Linked DNA regions of Mus musculus: region 2 is linked to region 1. The links are chromatin contacts, called in public Hi-C maps. All regions are on one chromosome and are shown on one strand. Each heading gives the region's core, a stretch centred on a gene start, on an enhancer-like site or on the middle of the called end of the contact. The rest is flanking DNA. Distances are from core to core; before and after follow the strand shown.

What was found. A called contact is a pair of places that touch in the nucleus more often than the background predicts.
Region 2: a Hi-C map of rod photoreceptor shows a contact between it and region 1, with 3 times the contacts expected there. The contact joins the enhancer-like site here to the promoter of Clic6 in region 1. A contact is called at or near these places in 2 of 39 promoter capture datasets (hematopoietic stem and progenitor cells and neutrophils), 1 of 484 Hi-C or Micro-C datasets (rod photoreceptor), 1 of 115 datasets of contacts at active chromatin or transcription factors (embryonic stem cells) and 1 of 9 other capture datasets (adipose tissue).

The regions. Positions count from the first base shown.
Region 1 is chr16:92,495,597-92,502,008 of GRCm38.p6, reverse strand. It overlaps Clic6 (chloride intracellular channel 6), which reads right to left and starts at 3,862. Exons shown (of 6, transcript NM_172469.3): 1 at 2,452-3,862. The coding sequence starts at 3,555. 2410124H12Rik (RIKEN cDNA 2410124H12 gene) reads right to left here. Exons shown (of 3, transcript NR_165041.1): 3 at 4,639-4,959.
Region 2 is chr16:93,018,533-93,024,944 of GRCm38.p6, reverse strand. No RefSeq gene overlaps it. Among named protein-coding and RNA genes, the nearest start is that of Gm41499, 65 kb to the right of the region's middle. Within about 2 kb of position 3,579, at least 20 of the 459 cell types and tissues checked have an H3K27ac peak or open chromatin away from gene starts, as enhancers often do. A contact at or near this core is called in rod photoreceptor, where this site is marked.

The DNA.
Region 1 (6,412 bases), core at 2,613-5,112:
AGTCCACCTGCAAGGAGGCCCCAGAAGAGCCCAGACACGGTTGAACTGGTAACAAAATGTGATTCTGGCCTAACTTTAGGATTTACCAATACAACGTTACAACTCTGTGACTCCGGAAGACCTGCTGGTACAAAGGTTTCTTGTTTTCTTTTTGTTTCTTTATTGCTTTGGGTTTCATTGTTTCTTCTTTGTTTTTCAGAGAGGTGGATCAGCAGAAACCAAGAGCCTTATGGAAGTGAGGCAGGTCTTTTAAATGGCCCTAAGAGGCTACCCAACCTCACTGTTGGGAGATCTGCTTGTTTTCTTAAAGGAGAGGAGGTGTCAAGCAGAGAGTCACGACTCATCCAACCCATGTCCCATGTACATCCACTGTGCGCAAGCTTCACTCCCAGCCACTCCGACCTTTGCCCTAACCAACCACCTTGGAACAATAGTCGCAATGATAGTTGCTTGAGGTTTCATAACACTCTCATCCCCATAAATTGAAGATAGTTCAACACCTAGAGAGAGGTTCCCTTTAAAAAATGGCAGGATTAGAATGAGGGAGAACTCCTTGTACCACATCACAGAAGCTGGGGGGAGGGAGCAGAGGCAGGGGAACACCCCCTGGCACTGCTAATGCTGAGCCAGGAACAATTCCAAGGGCTTAGCATGACCTATTCCTGAGACTTCATAATAACCTCTAGGGGAGGGAGCTACGTTATTGTGAAAGGAACCAACTAGTACGGAGATGGTGACCAAGCCAGAATTTGCTCCAGATCCACTGGCCAGTGTCTCATTCAAAGCCTCATCGTTTCCACACCTGCAGTCTGCACTAGGGACCTAATGATACATTTAATCTGCCCAGGGAGGAGGCAAACACAGGTGAAGTCCTCAGGGACTCCTGCATGCTGCTGACAGGTGGAGGCATGGTCAGGGCAATGGTGCAGGAGACTCACTCCAACAGAGGGTAAAGTGGGTGCACGCCTTCAAGGCTGGGAGAATCAGGAGTATGGCTCTCCCCTGGTACACAGTACCTTCCTACAGCCGCCACTGCAGTGCCATTGGTGACCCGGGGACCCCACAATGCTAAGGGAAGGCCAGAGAGAGAAGAAAGGAGGCAAAGAACTGAGTCCTGAAGGACTTGTGCCTGGGCCGGGAGGTTGGATTTCCTTGCAACTCTGCGATAAAGAGAGTAGTGGGGGGTCAGGTAATGATGCAGAGGAGCAGTTCCCTCCATAACTGCAGGCCAAGCAGGTTGGCCGGGATCATCACACAGCCACGTGACCAGAACCATGCAAAATGTCCTCCTAAGGGAACAGACTGGAGCCACCCTGCTCCTGCACGCCAGTCTCCACAGGACTAGTGAAGGGCTGTGCCAACATGTTGGACTCCACCGTTTTCGCCCTCTCCTACGGTCTTTAAAATAGAGCTAGTGTGCAAGGAGCCATCTCACTGTTTAGAAGCAAGGGGAGATCTCAGCCATCTCAGACACTTGGTTAGGTCCTGGTGTTAATCTCCTGGGAACATTTTTCTTTTTACTTATTAAAATCTCAGCCAAAGGGGTTTAGACCGTCTGTAAACGTGAAGGGATTTCTGAAGGATTAGGGTTCATTCGACATGTAACACATTCTTCACCCTATTATCTCTAGCTTCCTGGGGTCTGACCAAAGGTCCCCAGGAAAAACTTTTTTCTTTTAAACAAAGCTCTTGGTGTGAGCCACTGCTGGACTTTGTCCACTTTTTTTTTTTTTTTTTGGAAGCCTTGTAAAAATGCCTGTTTACACTCAAAACTTCCTCCTTATGTGTCTACAGACTCTTTCAAAAATGAAATCATGGCTTTCTTCCTGACGGAAAGGGAGACCAGAAACATATTACTCAGACAAACGATGTCCAAGTCTCCTGCATCCTGAAATCTGCCAAAGTAAACCTTAAAATGTTCAATAAACAAGACAGTGTATAGGAGACTTCCCAGTGTCCCCTGGACGAGGTTTTGTTTTGTTTTGTTTTGTTTTGTTTTTTCACCTGAAAATGCTGGGCAGCTCTGGGCCTCTGGGAGTTAAGTCTGGGAATTCTCATGTTGAACCTACCTGTTCACATTTTTTCACTCCAAGGATTAAAGCCTTCTTTAGCTGAAACCTTTTGAATACTAATAAGGCTGGTCACTTTTTTTGTTTTCTTCCTAATTCTTAGGAATAGAAGGGCCAGTTAGGATGTTCAGGACAAGGGATAGTGGAGTGTCACCAACCACACACACACACACACACACACACCCCTGACTTCCAAACCTTACATGGTTCATGCTACTGACTCTTGAGATGCTGGGGATGGCCCCTCATACGAGTTAGGCAAACCACTAACCCTCATTCACAGCCCTGACTCTCCTGAAACCCTAGCTGTTCCTTCTGACTGATTGAAGCACTTGAGTACGGTTTTGGTTCTGTGGGTAGGCCCTGGGGGCGCAAGATTTACCTTGACGAAGAGGGTGATGTCGTGCTCCTGTCCCGGATCCCCCTCCTCCAATGCTGGGCCATTCTCCCTGCGGCCGTTCACTCGCCCCAACTCTTCTCCACCCTGGACGCTGGGCTCCTCAGCTAAGTGGTTGCTGAGCTCTGCCTGGGATTCCTCCTCGTGTTCGGTGGATTTGGCCTCCTCTCCATCAAGGCTGCCGTCGGGGGGCTTCTCTTGGATGGCCCCCTCGCAGGGTCCCTTCAACTCGGGTTCTGGCCTCGCTTCTTCCTCCCCGGTCTCCTCCTGGAGCTTGCCCTGGTCCCCATTCTCATGAGCATCTACTCTCGCATCCTCGGAAGCTGCTTCCTCGGACCCGTCTTTCCCCAGGGTCTCCCCTTCCCCCGCGGCGTCTGCGGCCGAAGCGCCCGCCAGCTCCCCGGACTCGTTCCCTCCGATCTCTGTGGTTACAATCTCAATCGCCTCATCCTGGGGCTGAGGGCTGCTTTCCCCTCCACCCTGGGGCTCACTCTCCGACCCAAGTGGCCCTCCTGCGGGTGCCTCTGTGTCCATGTTGTCCCCTGCAAGTCCCTGGACTTCTGGGTTGATCTGCAACCCTAGCGCGCCGCCTCCCTGCGCTTCCTGACCAGATTCTGCCTCTTCCCCTGCCTCTGAGGCCGTGGGGTCCTCGGGCTCCCGGCGAGAGTCCCCAGGGACCTCGGGGGCCTCACCCTGAGAGTCTAACCCAGAGCTCATCCCCTGCACCTGCTGGGCGCTTGGCGCCTCCTCCGCTCCCTGCGGGATCGCGCCCTCGGGGTCGCGCTCCGCAGCCTCCGCTTCACCTGGAGCTCCGCTGGCGCCCGGCGTCTCGGCCTCAGGGCCGGTGCGCGGGTCCTGCGCCTGCGCTCCCCCAGTTCCCTCGTCCTGCCCACAGCCTCCTTCCTCCTTCCCCGAGGCCCTGGCCTCTACGCCCGCCCCCAGGTCCCTAGGTGCCTCTGCAGCTTCCTCGCTCGCTTCCCGCCCCTCCAGGTCCGCAGCTCCTGGCTCTCCTGGTCCCTCGATTGTCGCACCTTCGGGTTGCCCCTGGGAACCTGGAGCGACCTCCTTGGGCTCCGTGGCCTCAGCCATGGTAAAACACCCTTCCTCGACGCTGCTCAGGGTGAGGGGCAGGGGCTGACGTGCCCCCTCCGGGAGGACACCCCACTCGCGGTTCTAGAAGCGAAGGTTTCGCTTGATGCAAAATCTAGAGGGCCCCAAGACTCTATGTCCCTTTTCCCTGTCTTAAGGTCTTTGGGTTCTTCCTCAAGAGTTCCTGTTTCTCCTAAATTCGCGCCCGGACCCCAATCCTTCTGTGCAGGCCAGGGTGTGGGGCTAAAGAACTCAGCTTGCCTCTTGAAGTCTTTGGAAGAGATGGGCTGGTTCCCTGCGGTCTCAAGGGTTGACCAGAAATTCTCAGAGCCAGTTCTCCCCTCTTAGGGCTTGGGCGGGGTTTGTCTTCCCCACCTCCTAGCCACTTTGGGTGGCCTGGGAAGCTAGCCAATGACAGCCTTTCTGCGGCTTTTGTGGATTTTAATGAAAAGACTGATTTTACTGGCCACTTTAGCGTTTTCTGGAACAGCTTCAAGTTTCAGAGCCATTTAAATCACGGTCACATACTTCAGTATTGGATTCCCACCTTACCTCACTTCACCATGAAGGCGACTCTGATGCTGAGTGGAATAGACCCATCCCATCCCTGCCTCAGGTTCCACAGAAAAGGTATTAACCCCAAAGGGAGGAATGGCTGCCCTCCCATTTCTGTGAGTTCCAGGAACCTAAAGATGGAAGGGACAATAGCCTGGCGTGCTTGTTGAGGTGGTGGGGGGAGGGGAGGAGAACCAGACGGATACCTCTCCTTCTCCAGCCCCTGAAGACCCTAAGAATCTGTGCATCCCTCGGACTCAGATTTCCTTACTCATGTCCAGTGCTTGGGTCTCAATATCGTGGTTAGGGCGTTGGGGGTTGAAGGTGGGGGAAGAAAATTCGGGATGGGAAAAAAGGAAGTTATAGAATTAACTGGGCCAGGAGTCCCCCACTATCACCCGTCAAAAACTTCTTTCAGAGAAGTTTTCAAAACTATTCCACTGAATTGATAGAGAGAGGACCTCCCACCCCAAACTGTGAGGCCAGCATTTCCCCCTTATCAAAGGACACACCAACTCTAGACCAATATTGCTGATGAGTATAGATGCAAACATTATTAACAAAACACCAAGGGTTTGAATACAACAGCATATCAAAAAGATCATCCACGGCTATCAAGTTGGAGGTTGGAGGTTGCAGTGGTGGCTCAACACATGCAAATCTATAGGCGCAATGCGTCAAAACAACAGAATGTATGACTTTAAAAATCACATGCAGGCTGGAGAAATGGTTCTGGAATTAAGAGTGTGTACTGCACCCACATCAGGTAGCTCACAACTTCCTCCAGTTCTGAGGATCCAACGCCCTCTTCTGGCTTCAAATGGCACCTGCACTCACATGCACAAACCCCTGCAAGAATAACATATATACAGATGATTAAAAAATAAATAAATCTTTTTTTTGAAACAAAATGTGTTCATCTCAGTAGGTACAGACAAGGCACTTGATAACATTCAACATCCTTTCACAATAAAAGATTTGAATTTTTTTCATAGACAGATAATATCTCAACATAATTTAAATTGGTTGGGTGTTTTGTTTTGTTTTGTTTTGTTTTTGTTTTGTTTGAGGCGAAGTCTCATGTAGCCCAGGCTGGCCCAGAGCATACAATATAACACAGGATGATCTTGAACTTTGACCCTGCCTTTGCTGAGATTACATCACCTCGTCACGTCTCGATAAAATGCTGGAGACTGAACTCAAGACCTCCAAGGATGCTGAGCAAGCACCCGGGAAGGCGTTGCCTAAGAATGATGGAGCCGTGGGGATTTCAGTTTGACTTCTCAGGCTCTTACTGCTTTTAGCCACCACACCCACAGAGGATCCTGTTATCTTGACAAGAGAGGGATGCATGTTGAATTCTTCCTTTGTATCCCCATTGCTCATCCCTGATGGATAACTAAAGCTGTGGTTTGAACGTGTCCCTGAAAAGTCCATGTGTGGACTTTGGGGGTGTATTGAGAGAGAGAGAGAAAAAGAGAGAGAGAGAGAGAGAGAGAGAGAGAGAGAGAGAGAGAGAGAAACTGTACATGAATGTATGGGTGCCTGCCTGCCTGCCTACCTATTTGTCTGTCTGCCTGCTCCCTTCCTTTCTCTCTGTCTCTGTCTATCTCTCTGTCTCCCTCTGTCCCTGGGTGTCTCTCTCTGTCTCTGGGTGTCTCTCTCCTTTTCCTTTCTTGCCTTCCTGACTTTTGTTGCTGTATCCGAAGCACCCATCTATACCACAGGACAGTGCATCAAGAAAGCATTTTTGAGATGCTAATGCTTTGCTATTGCCATTCCCAGACCCTAAAACTGTGAGCAATAAATTTCCAGCCCTTATTAATCACTTGGAGAAGCATGGAACCGAGACAACAGGACAGATGGACACCCATATCCACATCACATTTCTCTGAGGCTGAACTCTACCTAGAAAGAACAAGAAGAAAGCCATAGCTTTGAATAGAAGTCACAAAACACTCAAAGCACATCACACACATACACACACACACACACACACACACACACACACACACACACACCCTGGGTAAGATAGACAGACATGTCAGGTAGACCCTACGTGGCTCCTGATGAAGGAATCCTGATGCATTCACCAGAGAGAGAAAGCATCTATCACTCGTCTCTAAGAGGAGAACAAAGGCAGCAGTGAGGTCCTAGCAGCAACTGGTACCCATTCGTGTTCCTTCATGTAAATATTCCAAACCCGATGTGCCACAGGAATCAGAATCCTAAAAACAATGGTGGCACGGTATCTCGTATCATATGTTGCTTGACACGCAGGACCCACCACCCTGTGATCCAA
Region 2 (6,412 bases), core at 2,330-4,829, 520 kb before region 1:
GACTAATGTAAATTGTCAGCTTTTGGCAGATCTGTGTAACATTGTGAAAGGCATTCATTTCCTAAATGATCTGTATGGCTGTTGTAAGTGAGGGATGTATGAGGGAAAGATATATTTACAACACAATTGGATTAATTTGGTTTTACATGACAGAGCATGAAATTCACTGCTGTATTCAGACTCCATATTACAACTGAACTTTAAGAAAACCACCTGTATGGTGTCATGTAATACCGAAGAATTCAACAGTCCTCTGCAGTCGGTCCCGTGGGTCTCGGGACACCCTGTCCTTTGAACTGTATGTGTGTATAGTTGTTTTGATCTGAAATGTCTTCTAAAGTCCCTATGCTAAATCCTGAGCCTTCAGCTTGGTGATTTTTGGAAGAGAGTGTGGAAGCCCCGTGGAGGCCAGGCCTACTGGAAGGTCTCTGGTGGTTTCACATTCGTCTTTGCAGAGTCCTGTGGGATCTGTTCGCTCCCAACTGTCAGTGCATCGGGCTTCTCCCCACCACACTTCCACCATGACGTCTCCCCGATGTGCCCAAGGACACGGAGCCAAACAGCCCTTCAGCAACATTTCTGCAACCATGAGCAGGAGCAAACCTCTTCTCTTTGTAAGCTGATTATCTCGGGTATGCGTTAATAGTAACTGGATGGTATAACTGGATGGTTTCCAGACTGAGTTCTCTTCATTCTGCTTCAATCAAACAAAAGACTGAGACATATTGAAAACAAACACAGGTGTGAAAATACTGTTGTCTTCCACTCCACTAACACAAGCATCAAAGTGATTTATGAAAATATAACTATACATGTTTTTGAGCAATATTACTATTTCTTTAAGAAAGAACACATTATTTTCAAATATGTGGCATTCATATTAATATGAGATTTAACATTGTTATTAAAAATAAATTAATAAGCATTTTAATATCAGGTTTACTTTTTCAATATAATTATCGATACAAGTATCACATGTGAACAACCAAAGCTTTTATTACCTCAATAATTCTTAATTTGGCACAGAGACACCAAGATTAAAAAGAGAGAGTTTAAGAACATACTGGTCATTTCTTTGAGCTTTCTCGACAACAATATGAACTAAGCAGTACCCCGGAGCTCTTGTCTCTAGCTGCATATGTATCAAAAGATGGCCTAGTCGGCCATCACTGCAAAGAGAGGCCCATTGGACTTGCAAACTTTATATGCCCCAGTACAGGAGAACGCCAGGGCCAAAAAGGGGGAGTGGGTGGGTAGGGGAGTGGGGTGGGGTGGGTATGGGGGACTTTTGGTATAGCATTGGAAATGTAAATGAGCTAAATACCTAATAAAAAATGGGGAAAAAAAGAAAAAAAATAAATAAAAGACAGTCTCTCACCAAAAAAAAAAAAAAGTAAGTTTGAGTATCTAGCAAATTCTTTTCTTCTTGCAAGTTTACCCCACCCCTCTAACCATCTCACTGACAAATTTAGTCTGTGCTTCAAAGCTAAACTTTAAAGCCATCTTTGTGTTTAGGCAATGTCTGCCTTCTCCTGAAGTGGGAAATGCCTCTCATCCAATCTGTGGGGAGTTTGGGGCAAGAAAACTTGCAAGAAAAAAGAAATAGGTTTACCACATTGCCACAATGGCATGAGTACGGGGTGGGAGTGTCTCCAGGAGCCTGAGATAGTAGACACGCAAGTGCTTGTATTTCTACTCCTACAAGGTAGAGTTAGCTCTATGTGCGTGCGCCCAAGTGCAAGAGCCCAGAGGTTTTCCTGCAAACATTAACTATCTATGCATTCAAAGTGGCCATTTCCGAAATCAACTGTTCAAGACAGCCACAGTGTATGAGGCACTTAGCCAGGGAGGTGTTAGCTGGAAAAACAAAATACTCTCTTATACACTGGGGACCACTGCTTTTCAACCTTGGTTATTCACTTGGAAACATCTAGGGTGCTTTTTAGAAGTGCTAATACCTGGGCTTGACTCCAAGAGATTCTGATCTTTCAAAAAAAAATTTCTAGGGTGTGAAATGGATGTTGGGACTCTAAAAATCTTCCAGTGGATCTCAAACAATGACTGAGATAGTGAGCCATTGGTTAAAGTGTTGGGGTTTCAAACAGACACCTCCGAGTCTCTGCATTCATTCATTCATTCATTCATTCACTCATTCACTCATTCATTCATACACTCACTCACTGCTTTAGTGGATACTTGTGTGCCTACTATGCTCCAGTGCTACTCAAGGGTCAGAGAGCAGTAAACAAGAGAGAGTGCCTGCACTCGTGAAGGTCATGAGGCTGAGGAAGGACACACTAAGCTCATGGGCAATGTGCTAAGTGATTCCCTATCATCAACAGAAGAGGGGTACATCACGGTAAAGGAACAGAGAGGCTGCCTGTGCTACGTATGATCTGGCCTTCCTGAAGTCCCCTCTGACAAAACAAGAAACCGAGGGTCACAGTCATGACAGAAGGACCCAGGTGGCTACCTGAGAATGCCAAGCCACTGACAAGGAATCTTCAGTGCCCGCATGTCAGCAAAGTCTAGGTATGCCTGAAGCAAGAGCGAGTTAGCTGGGGTGGGGTTGGGGGGTACAGAGATAGAAAGAGGAGAGCGGAGGGAGAGAAAAGGCGTGCGCAGGACTGGAGGATTGCTCTGCCTTGCAATCAAGACTGTAGAGTGAAGAGCACACTTACACCCTGCTCTGACATTGCCTTTAAAAGGTCACTCAGAAAACACTGCCGGGGATGGCGCACCCACCAGTCACGGATAGGGTCAGACAGAAGAATCAGGAAGCTGCTACCACCCGAGGAGCAGGTGAGAGCATCCTCTCACCCAGAAAGGAGTCTTCCAAGATACATTCTATCGAGGAGGGGTGGGAAGGAGCTGAAGTAAATCACTGATGGATTGGGTTTGAGGATGAGGGCTTCCAGGCTCTGTGCCAGGATAGGATCTCTGCTCCCTACGGACATCAGTAAAGAAGCTGGGAAAGGCAGGAGCTCTAGGTTACAAATGAGAAACCGAGGCCAGGAGGTGAGTGAGTAACGAAGAGAATTACAGGGACAGAGAAGACCTGGAACTGTGGAGCACCCGTCGGCTCTTTAGACGCCAGCCCCAGTGAGCCCCTCTGCAAAACCAAGTATATCCTGGAGGTTTGCAGGCCAGCTGAGGAGCCAGGCCGCCGAGATCAGCATAGATGCTTACCAGTCCCGCACCACGTGGCACATCCTAGTGGCTGAGTCAGGTGAAAGAGGCCATGGGTGTAGGTGAGACCACCCCTGCCACAGGGTAAACAAGGGGTCCTGGAGATCTGGAGGGCAGAGGAGGGTAGGTGGAAGAGGTCAGCCTCAGATCACTTGGTGAAAGAGTCTAATAAGCATCCATTCAGACATCAAAGTATAAAGTCATGTGGTTGAACCAAAGAGTCCAGGTGTGAAGGCTGGGGGTGGATGTTAGAAGGGTGGACTTGAGGGGGCTGGAGAGTTGCTGATAATTAATTTATAGCCATCTCAACAGAGACCTTCAACACCCATCCGATACTTAGCGATCCTGTAGCCTTCTAGCACCGATAATAGAGATTACACAGATAGTAATGTGATTTCAAGGTGATAGTTAAGCTTATTAGGGAAGCAATAATAAAACCTTCGTGAAAACAGGTCAAGAATACAGTTCTAATTTAATAACAAGCTGGATTAATCGGCTCGTCCTTAGAAGAGGTTTCATAATCATGGAGCCTTTGAACTCCACGGGGGAGTTAACAGTAATTATTGTCAATAAGACCAGAGATCGCTTTGAAATAATAAGGCGTTAAAATAAGGTGTAAAAAAGCAGCTGAGTGCTTACCATTCGCACAAAGCAACAAAACAGCTTGGGGCAAAATGTGTGCCTGGCCTCGGAGAGACTCGGGCAGAGTTGTTTGCCCACCAGGGTAGAGTGCACTTTTGCGTTTGTTTTGTGGGTGTGGCTTAGACAAAACAACCGAGGAAATATTTGGATGCCAAACTCTTGGTAATGCACAACTGGTTTGGGGAGTTTAGAGGGTGTGAACACCTAAGTTGGGGCTTTCAGTTAGGCCTATCATCCCTCAAAATACTAGGTAGGGTACAGAGAAACGAAACACAAAAGTAGCCTAGATACCCCCACACACCTCTCCCTCCCTGTGTGTGTGAGCTTGCACATCTATATGTTTATGTATGTGAAAGCATCTATTTGTTTTTGTGTGTCTGTGTGTCTAATCAACCAAAAACATGCCCTTAAATCCAAATGTTATTTCTCTAAGCTGTGGCCACACTGGATGGGAGCCAATAATGGAAAATCCAGGAAGAAAGAGTTTGCCTATCGAACCCTGGTCCAGAAAGTGTCCCCAAGCAGGGAACTGTGGGTCTACTCGTTCCCTCTCCCCCCGCCCCCCAACTGAACTGAGGATGTGTAACAGGAATTGACTGTGACCTGATACAGCAAAGCTGTGTCCTGTGAACCCAGCCTCCACCCAGGACCCACCCAACACCATCCAATCAGGACAGCCGGTCTTCATTTGCATCTGGAAAGTACCTGACTGAGTATTGTATGGCAGGCACCCCTGATGGTAAGAAATGACCATTCTACTGCAGGTTCTCTTGAATCAGCTGCCTTCTGGTTATAGATATGCTGGCTGTGCCCCAGCTGTAGACACAGTGAGGTAAATTCTCCTTCCACTGTGGCGGTGTAATGGATGGGTTCATTAACCCAGCCACCAATGCCCCAGTGCATCTGAGAGTCAGAAGAAGGGGAAGCAGAGAGTCCCGTGGAGGCCTGGGAGTCCTTGTGCTAAGGCTTCTGCTGCTTCAGTGGGAAGATTAGCTCTTGTGAGTGACAGTTTGGAACTGGGGGCATCTTCAGTGTATAGATGTTCAGGGGCGAAGATGGTAAAACTCACAGAGCACAGAGTGGGTGTCAGGTGAAAGGGGGTCTGGTCTTATGCTTTCCACAGCCTCTGCTGCTAGCACACAAGCAACATTACCGCCTATCATAGAGTGAGTACGACATCTGGGGTGTTTAAATCGAAGTAACAGTATAGGGAAAACAGAGAAGTGAAATGCACAAAAAAGAAGAAAAGAGAGAGAGAAAAGGGAAGAGAAAGAGGGAGGGAGAGAAGGAAAGAGGAAGGGAGAGAGGGAGGGAAGAAAAGAGATACAAAGAGTAGGAAGAAGGGAGGGAGGAGGAGGGAGGAAAGGAGAGAGGTGGAAGGAGGGAAAGAAGGAAGGAAGGAAGGAAGGGAGGGAGGGAGGGAGGGAGGGAGGGAGGGAGGGAGGGAGGGAGGGAGGGAGGGAAAGAGAAATTGCCACTTGTCTAAATGAACATAAAACAGGAACACACAATCAGACAGCAAACATGAAGAAGTTAGTGTGGGGCATAAAGACAAGAAATGGTGTGCCATGGACTTCTTAGGATTTCCAGGGGCTCCTAGATGAGAGGCACGCAGGGGCTTAGTCCCACAGGCCTTGCTGGCTGAGGGGCTTTAACTCACTGTATCTGTGTGGCACATCTTCTGCAAACCCACACCCTCAAAGGGTCCTCAGCAGAAACAGACCAAACGAAGGCTTGATAGAGGAGAGTAGACATGGAATCCACCCTACAGCTGCCTTGGGGTCTGGACCAACGTTTGGAAGACAGTCCAATTTCCGACACAGCCCTGCCACTGACTTGTGAGGTGATTGCGGGCCAATTGCTAGATCTCCCTTCTTAGCCATTCAGCCCTCGCTGCTCCTGCTCGCTGCTGAGATGCGAGTGATGAGGGCCTCGTGGTTGTGTGCCACACTGCTTTATTTTATTGGCACCTAAGTGTTGGAGAGCTTGGAGTTAATCCTATTGAAAATCAAAGTGCTCTCTGCCTGAGGGAGGAAGGATCATCATGGTGTTTATTGGTGGTGGTTTTGGTGGGTACTGGTGAGGGCTGACCGTGTGATCCCAGGCCTGGTTTAGCACGTGCTGCAGGAGCCCTCCCCCTTTCCTCATACCCACACCCTGGCAAGGGTTTAAACGTGTGGGCAGGTGAGTCCTCTGATATTTCCTTTGAAAGTTCACAGGCTGAGGGCTGCCTTGCAGTGTCAGTCAAATCTGCCCTCTGAGTTACTGAGGAGTTCCTGCCAGAGTTCAGGTTTTAAACTCACAGCGTACTCACGACTGGAACAAAACCCACTCTGTATCCTAGCACTGCAGACAGAGTCAAATGGCAAACTGAGTTTAAATTAAACATAAGGGATTCTTCCTAACGCAGTGTTCTGGTGACCACTCAGAGGAAAGATGTCTGATCTGTGGCAGTAACGTTTATAAAGATCACAGACCTTCACCTTAGGTAAAGAGGAGACTCCGTCCACTTTGCAGACAGTGGCTCTAAGTTTGCAGCATGTCAATCCACACCACCAGTGGTTCCGTCTGACGTAAGCAT